2 separate regions of the Oryzias latipes genome follow, and region 1 is linked to region 2. The links are chromatin contacts, called in public Hi-C maps. All regions are on one chromosome and are shown on one strand. Each heading gives the region's core, a stretch centred on a gene start, on an enhancer-like site or on the middle of the called end of the contact. The rest is flanking DNA. Distances are from core to core; before and after follow the strand shown. Region 1 holds the start of meis1 (homeobox protein Meis1). Region 2 overlaps meis1 (homeobox protein Meis1).

Region 1 (2,700 bases), core at 91-2,590, 58 kb before region 2:
CAGATTTTAATAACGTTAAGTCTGAAAAGTGTCACAGAAAACTCTCGGTTCTGATTTTGATTAAACTTTTTGAAATGTTTTTAACGCGCAGTTTTTGTTCAGATATACGTGAGGAATATTCACTTTTACTGTGTAAAAATATTCGGAATTACTTACCAAAAATACACCAAACAGTCGCTCCTTTTTGCGTTAAAAGTCTGGGTGCATTTGCTTTAAAAACTGCCATCAACCCCACCACCACGCAGGATGTTTTCCACGTGAAGCCACGCTGTCGTTATGTCAGATGATTGAGAAGGGAAAAAGAAAGAATCCCACTCCAACACAGGTAAACGTTTACGCACCGTTTACCTGTGCGTAAACGGTGCGTAAACGACGCGCAATCGATGCATGGACGAGATAAGGAGAATAAAACATAAATACATTTAAAATCTGCATGAATTTCGGATGAACCTAAACAATAAAAACTTCACAAAACCACAAAAGTGTCATTAACATTTTAATATGCTTGTTTGGTCCTTAATTAAAACATAAATACATTTATAAATAGTAAAGCAAGTGTATATTTATTTTAGGAATTTCAGCCACACATTATTAACACTTTTGATATATTTTCTTAAAATGTAGCAGAAAAACCTTGAAGTTGTTCCGTACTCTTGTAGCTCTAAAAAAATAAAGATTTATTACTCAACTTTTCCGCATTTGGGGGTAATATTATGCACGAGCGCAATCCGAGAGCTCTCTGCGCAAAACGGTCTGCGGCTCCGCGCCTGCTCCAGAATGTGGCCTAGAAAAGCTGATCAATCACCCTCGGATCGATCACGCTGGGAGCCAATAGGGGGCTCACATCCCTCTGCCTTGCTGCCATTGGACGCCCGGTCGGGCTGGAGCGATCCATTCCGCGCTGCTGCGGGGGTGAATGCACGCGCGTGGAGAGATAGTAAAGAAAAGAAAAAAACAACATTCATGAGTTTGAACCTTATGGGAAATTTTCAGCGCTGGCTAAACTTCTGCGCAGAAAACCGTCTGATTGGCTCTTCTGCGCAAGTTTGAAAAGAAATATTGCGGGGAAAAGTGAGAGCTGCAAACGATGCAGATGATGCGGATCCGCGCGTCATGCATGCGCGCAAAACTGATTGCGATCGCCGCTTTATTTTAGTATATCCTTGACGCACCTGACTTCAGAGGCCGAGCCAAGGCAAGCAGGCAGGCAGGGCAGACCCCCCCCCCCTCCCTCATCAGGGTCCTCCCACCCCCTCCTCTCCGCGCCACTTGCTGCAGCCCGGTGCGTTTTGGGAAGACGCGACCTGTTATGGCCGCCACTGCTTCCGGGTTTCAGCAGTCTGGTCCGGATCGACACACGCGTGCATTGGACACAAACGAGGCGCGCACGCACACGCGCTCCAGAAGGACTCGGCATCGATCGTGGCTCCTTTAAGAGAGCCTGAGCAAGTCTCCCCCCGCCTCCCTTCCCATCCACCTCCTCCTCCTCCTCTGATCCACTGTGGACGCGTTTGCATAAGAAAATCAAGCCGGGAGCCGAGAGTGATCAAAGAACCGGAGGAGAGCGGATTCATTTTTAACTCTGACGCTCCGGAGGCGCACGGACCCGCGGAGGCGCGCGCCGGACCATCATTCATCCGGCCACTTTTGACAAGCCCTCGCGGGTTTTTTTTTCCCTTTTTCTTTTTCCCCCTCTTTCTTTCTGACTGACAGGCGGAGCGACAGAAACAACCATGAGAGTCGCCACTTTTCATTGAGGGGCTGTTTCGCCTAAGAAAGGACCCCGGTGCCGCCGCGCAGGGAGGGACAGCCGAGGACGCGTTCGCCGCCGCGCCGGGGCGAAACTTGCGCGAAAGCTGCGGGATCTGCGGGGCTTCGGGAAAGCAGAACGGCCGAGGAGACGAGGAAGAGAAAGGAGGAGAAACTGGGGATTTTCTTTTGCACCAACACCTTCTCGCCTTGTTTGGATTTTCTTGCGCGTCAATCCTGGAGCGGATTTACCCGAACTGAGAGCAGGGAGTCCGGAGGGTTATGGCGCAGCGGGTACGTAGCGCAGCGCTCCAAAAAAACAAAACAAAACAAAAAAGTTCCTCTGCGCTTTGTGACTCGCACGTCTCCACGCACGGACACCAAAGTTTGTTCCGTGACCTCCGGGGTGAGTTCTGGTGCGTGGCTGCGCGCTCCAGGAAAGACCCGGGTTGCGGGAGTCCCCGGACGCGTGATCATGTCTGGGCTCTGACAGGCACAACTGAACTCGAGGCAAAACAAAACGTCACATTTCCAAAATACGCACACAATTGCGCAGTTTAGCTCCTTTCTTTCTTTTTTGAATTTTTTGTTTTGTGGGGCCAAAGGTGAGGGCTGATGCGTGCGCACTCCCCGGGTCTGCCTCAGAGCTGCACAGATCTTCACACGGATAGTTAACCGTGTAAAATCGGACTCTGGAGACTCTGAGCCGCAGCGGGTTTGACGCATGGGGGTAGTGGGGGGGGGGGGGGGGTGCTTTGCACCTCTGTGCCTTTTGGGTGCAAACGCTCAGCTTTAAGTGATAATGCATTTTCCTCTTTCCCTCCCCAACACCAGTTTTGCAGGCATCAATAATTCAGGCAAATTTTCAGGGTGAAAAATTTTCTTCCTCTCCAAACAACTTTAGGAGTTTTTTCCCTGACTGTTAAAGCAAAAGTTTTTTTTTCTTTAGAT
Region 2 (3,027 bases), core at 2-2,501:
CACCCGTACGGCGGTTTTAGGGTTGTCTAGGACGTGGACGTCATGAAAATGGACCGTACCGTCGTGATGCTGTCACACCGCGCCTTTTTACGCAGCACTCCAGTCGTTAGTGAGGCGCTGGTTCGGTAAGGAAAGCTGCATGCGTGGGGCGTGCAGGTGACATGTTAGGATGCCAACACAAATGACTCTTGGAATGTCCGATTTCCTCATTTCTAATCGTCACACTTAAAGAGCACCAATGGGCTGCTTCCACAGTACGAAGGGTTTGGTGGGGTTGAAAAAAACCAAAAGATCTTTACCCCTGGATTGTGTGTTGTTTAATTGTTCGCTATGACCTGTCGGCCGCTCCACAAGTCGACCTGCGTGTCGCATATAGACCGCAGACGGCCTGGATACCCCTGTAGGGGCAGTTAAGACTAAGGCTTTAGATTTTGAATCTGCACCTCTGGATGAAACATGCGCCTGCGCACCAGCGCATGCTGTGTCAGATTCATCTTCCGTCAGTCTGGCTTTAATCATCTGATATGGCTGCAGACTTGGGAGGCGTGCGTGCGTGCGTGCACACGTGCAGCAGATACTCACCGTGAATGTGGATCAATGCGAGGAACCTTTGTGTTTCCAATCCGCATCTTTCCACTTGCTGGTTATTAAATGATCTCCCAATTGGTCGCGCAGCCAAGGCGGCTTATGGAAAAGACAATTTCTTGCCTTTAATAGGGCATTTCACGCGAGCCCAGTGCACACCTGTGCACGCGCGGGAGCGGGACATCGGCGAGGTCTGGGCGGGCGCCGTTCTCCTCTGCTTTTTCAAATGTTTTCTGGCGTTTCTCTCTGGACATCAGCGTGTTACCCAGCATCCTTTGTTGCTGGCGGAGGAGCTGGATAGTGCAGCTCATTGTGGCGTGATGGGAGGCAGTGGGGGGGGGGGCATGAGGCTGTAAACACAGCTCCTATAGCACCCGGGGGTCGTGAAAAGGTGAAGCCTCACTCTGCTCTCTTTTCCTGGTTCTGACCACAGCCTCTCCTTCCCTCACAGTCTGTTAGCTTATTAACGGTCACAGCAAGAGTGTCTGGTTTGCAGACCAGTGCCCCCCCCCCCCCCCCCTCCAACTCCTTCTTCTCTCCATCCCTCCGTTCCCTTGGCTGCTATTATGAGAGGCATTTTATCCTTTGTTCCAGGCCCCATGGTGCATCTGGCCTCAGATATGGGGACGACAGGGACAGGAAACCAGCATGAGATTTGAAGGGAGAAGTGTGTGTGTGTTGTGGTGTGTTGTGGGGGGGGGGGTCAGACTGTAGATTTGGGAGGTGGGCTGCCAGTTTCCACCACGCGGGGAAGGAATGATAAGGCAGAGAAAGCAGGAGAAGGAAACCGATAAGAGGAGGCGGCCTTTCTGCTTTTTTTTTTTTTTTTAGCTGTTCTGGTGTCGAAACGTCCCAAACTTTTCAGCACCGCCCTCCTCTCTGCTCTTTGGGATGCAGAACTTTGTTCAGACATATCGTTGCCGTTTGTTTAAGGAAGAAAAGAGATCTCGCCAGTTTTTTCTCCAAATGTTTGTCCAACATTTGTTTGTGTTTTGGGATATTCTCATCTGCTGTCTGCAGCTTCATGTAGCTATTTAGCTAAATGTTATGACTTTTTTTGTCTCTGGAGGCAGAAAAAACAGCTTTTTTTTAGCATAGTTCTATATAAACATTCATATCACACATTTTTGAGACCCCTATCTCATTTCCATGATCCAAATTCTCCTTAAAAACCCATTGTCTAAAATGTGGTCCACATTTTCTGCTCTGTAGTTCACCATCGTTCCACTAGGGGCAGTAGAAGGGCTTTCCCTGGTCTTTTTAAAATGGCTGCCTAAGTGAAATCTCTAAAATGCTTTTGGCGGGAAAAGTTTTCCTGATTTCTAAACTTTGTGGTGGAATAACTCATCTACAGTTGTTCATTTTTTAAACGACTACTTGCTGTGTTGAGGAGAAAGCAACATTGTTGATTATAAATTCTTTATAATCATTTAAAAATGTGTGGATCAAATTTGAGACATTTTCACATCTTGAAGTAAAATTTTTAACAAAGATTTACCAAATCAACCAACATATCATCATAGATACTATCAGTATCTCTTTAAAAATAAATGAGATTGCAAATTTTTGTGTGTGGATTTCATCAAAGGGTTAAATACGACACAATAAAAAAAAATTAATAAATATATGGGAATAAAGTAAAAATAAATTAATAAAGTTAGTTTTGTATAGGTTATAAATTGAGAATTTATGATAAAGTTATAAATAAGCAAACGTGTGTTTGCTAAGAACAAGAACAAAAACAACAAAAAAGAACAAACACGGTGTTTCAGTGTGAGAGATGTAGAGTTCATTGGTTTTACAAATAAGGAAATAAGGAAAGGAGCAAATTAGTCAACACTGACTTATTGTAACTGCAAAGAATGAAATGAATTTAATCACGACTTTTTTCTTACCATTTTACGAGGTTATTTTAATAATATAACTACTTTTTTCTCACAATTTTTTAACTTTTTTCTTAAAAAATTACAACTTTTTTCTAGTAATTTTAGGACTGTCTGTAAATTGTTGTCTTTTTTTCATAATTTTACAATATTTTTGTTTAGGAAATCAACTTGTTTCTCACAACTTTATTTTTGTAAATGTTTGATTTTTTTTTTTATATTTCAGTTTATTTTCATACATTAATCTGCTTTTTTATGCTGTCCCTAATATTCTGTCGTGGTTTAGTTGAAAAAAAATGGAATTTCCCATTTCCCATTTCTGTGTTGTAGTGGACTTTTCCTGCTTAAAGATGGACTCTCAGTATTCTCTACTGTTGTCAAACTTTTTCTTTCGTTAACTTTGCTTTTTGACATTCACATTGTCATTCTCACCCCGTTCATCGTTTTTCAGCCCTTGTTCCAGTTAAATACCCCTGCCTCGGCGCCGGCGTCCTTCACCGCTTTGCGGGGCAGATATTAATAGGACGTGCAGAGACCAGGGACAGAAAGACACGACGAA

The links. Hi-C and Micro-C count contacts between places; a contact is called where the count stands out from the background.
Region 1: a Hi-C map of gastrula embryo shows a contact between it and region 2, with 1.9 times the contacts expected there. The contact joins the promoter of meis1 here to the enhancer-like site in region 2. A contact is called at or near these places in 3 of 5 Hi-C or Micro-C datasets (embryo and gastrula embryo).

Annotation. Positions count from the first base shown.
Region 1 is chr15:11,550,722-11,553,421 of ASM223467v1, reverse strand. It overlaps meis1 (homeobox protein Meis1), which reads left to right and starts at 1,340. Exons shown (of 13, transcript XM_023963803.1): 1 at 1,340-2,043. The coding sequence starts at 2,032.
Region 2 is chr15:11,491,820-11,494,846 of ASM223467v1, reverse strand. The region is part of intron 9 of meis1 (homeobox protein Meis1); the gene reads left to right. Among protein-coding and RNA genes, the nearest start is that of LOC111948784, 16 kb to the right of the region's middle. Within about 2 kb of position 1,251, at least 1 of the 8 cell types and tissues checked has an H3K27ac peak or open chromatin away from gene starts, as enhancers often do. A contact at or near this core is called in gastrula embryo, where this site is marked.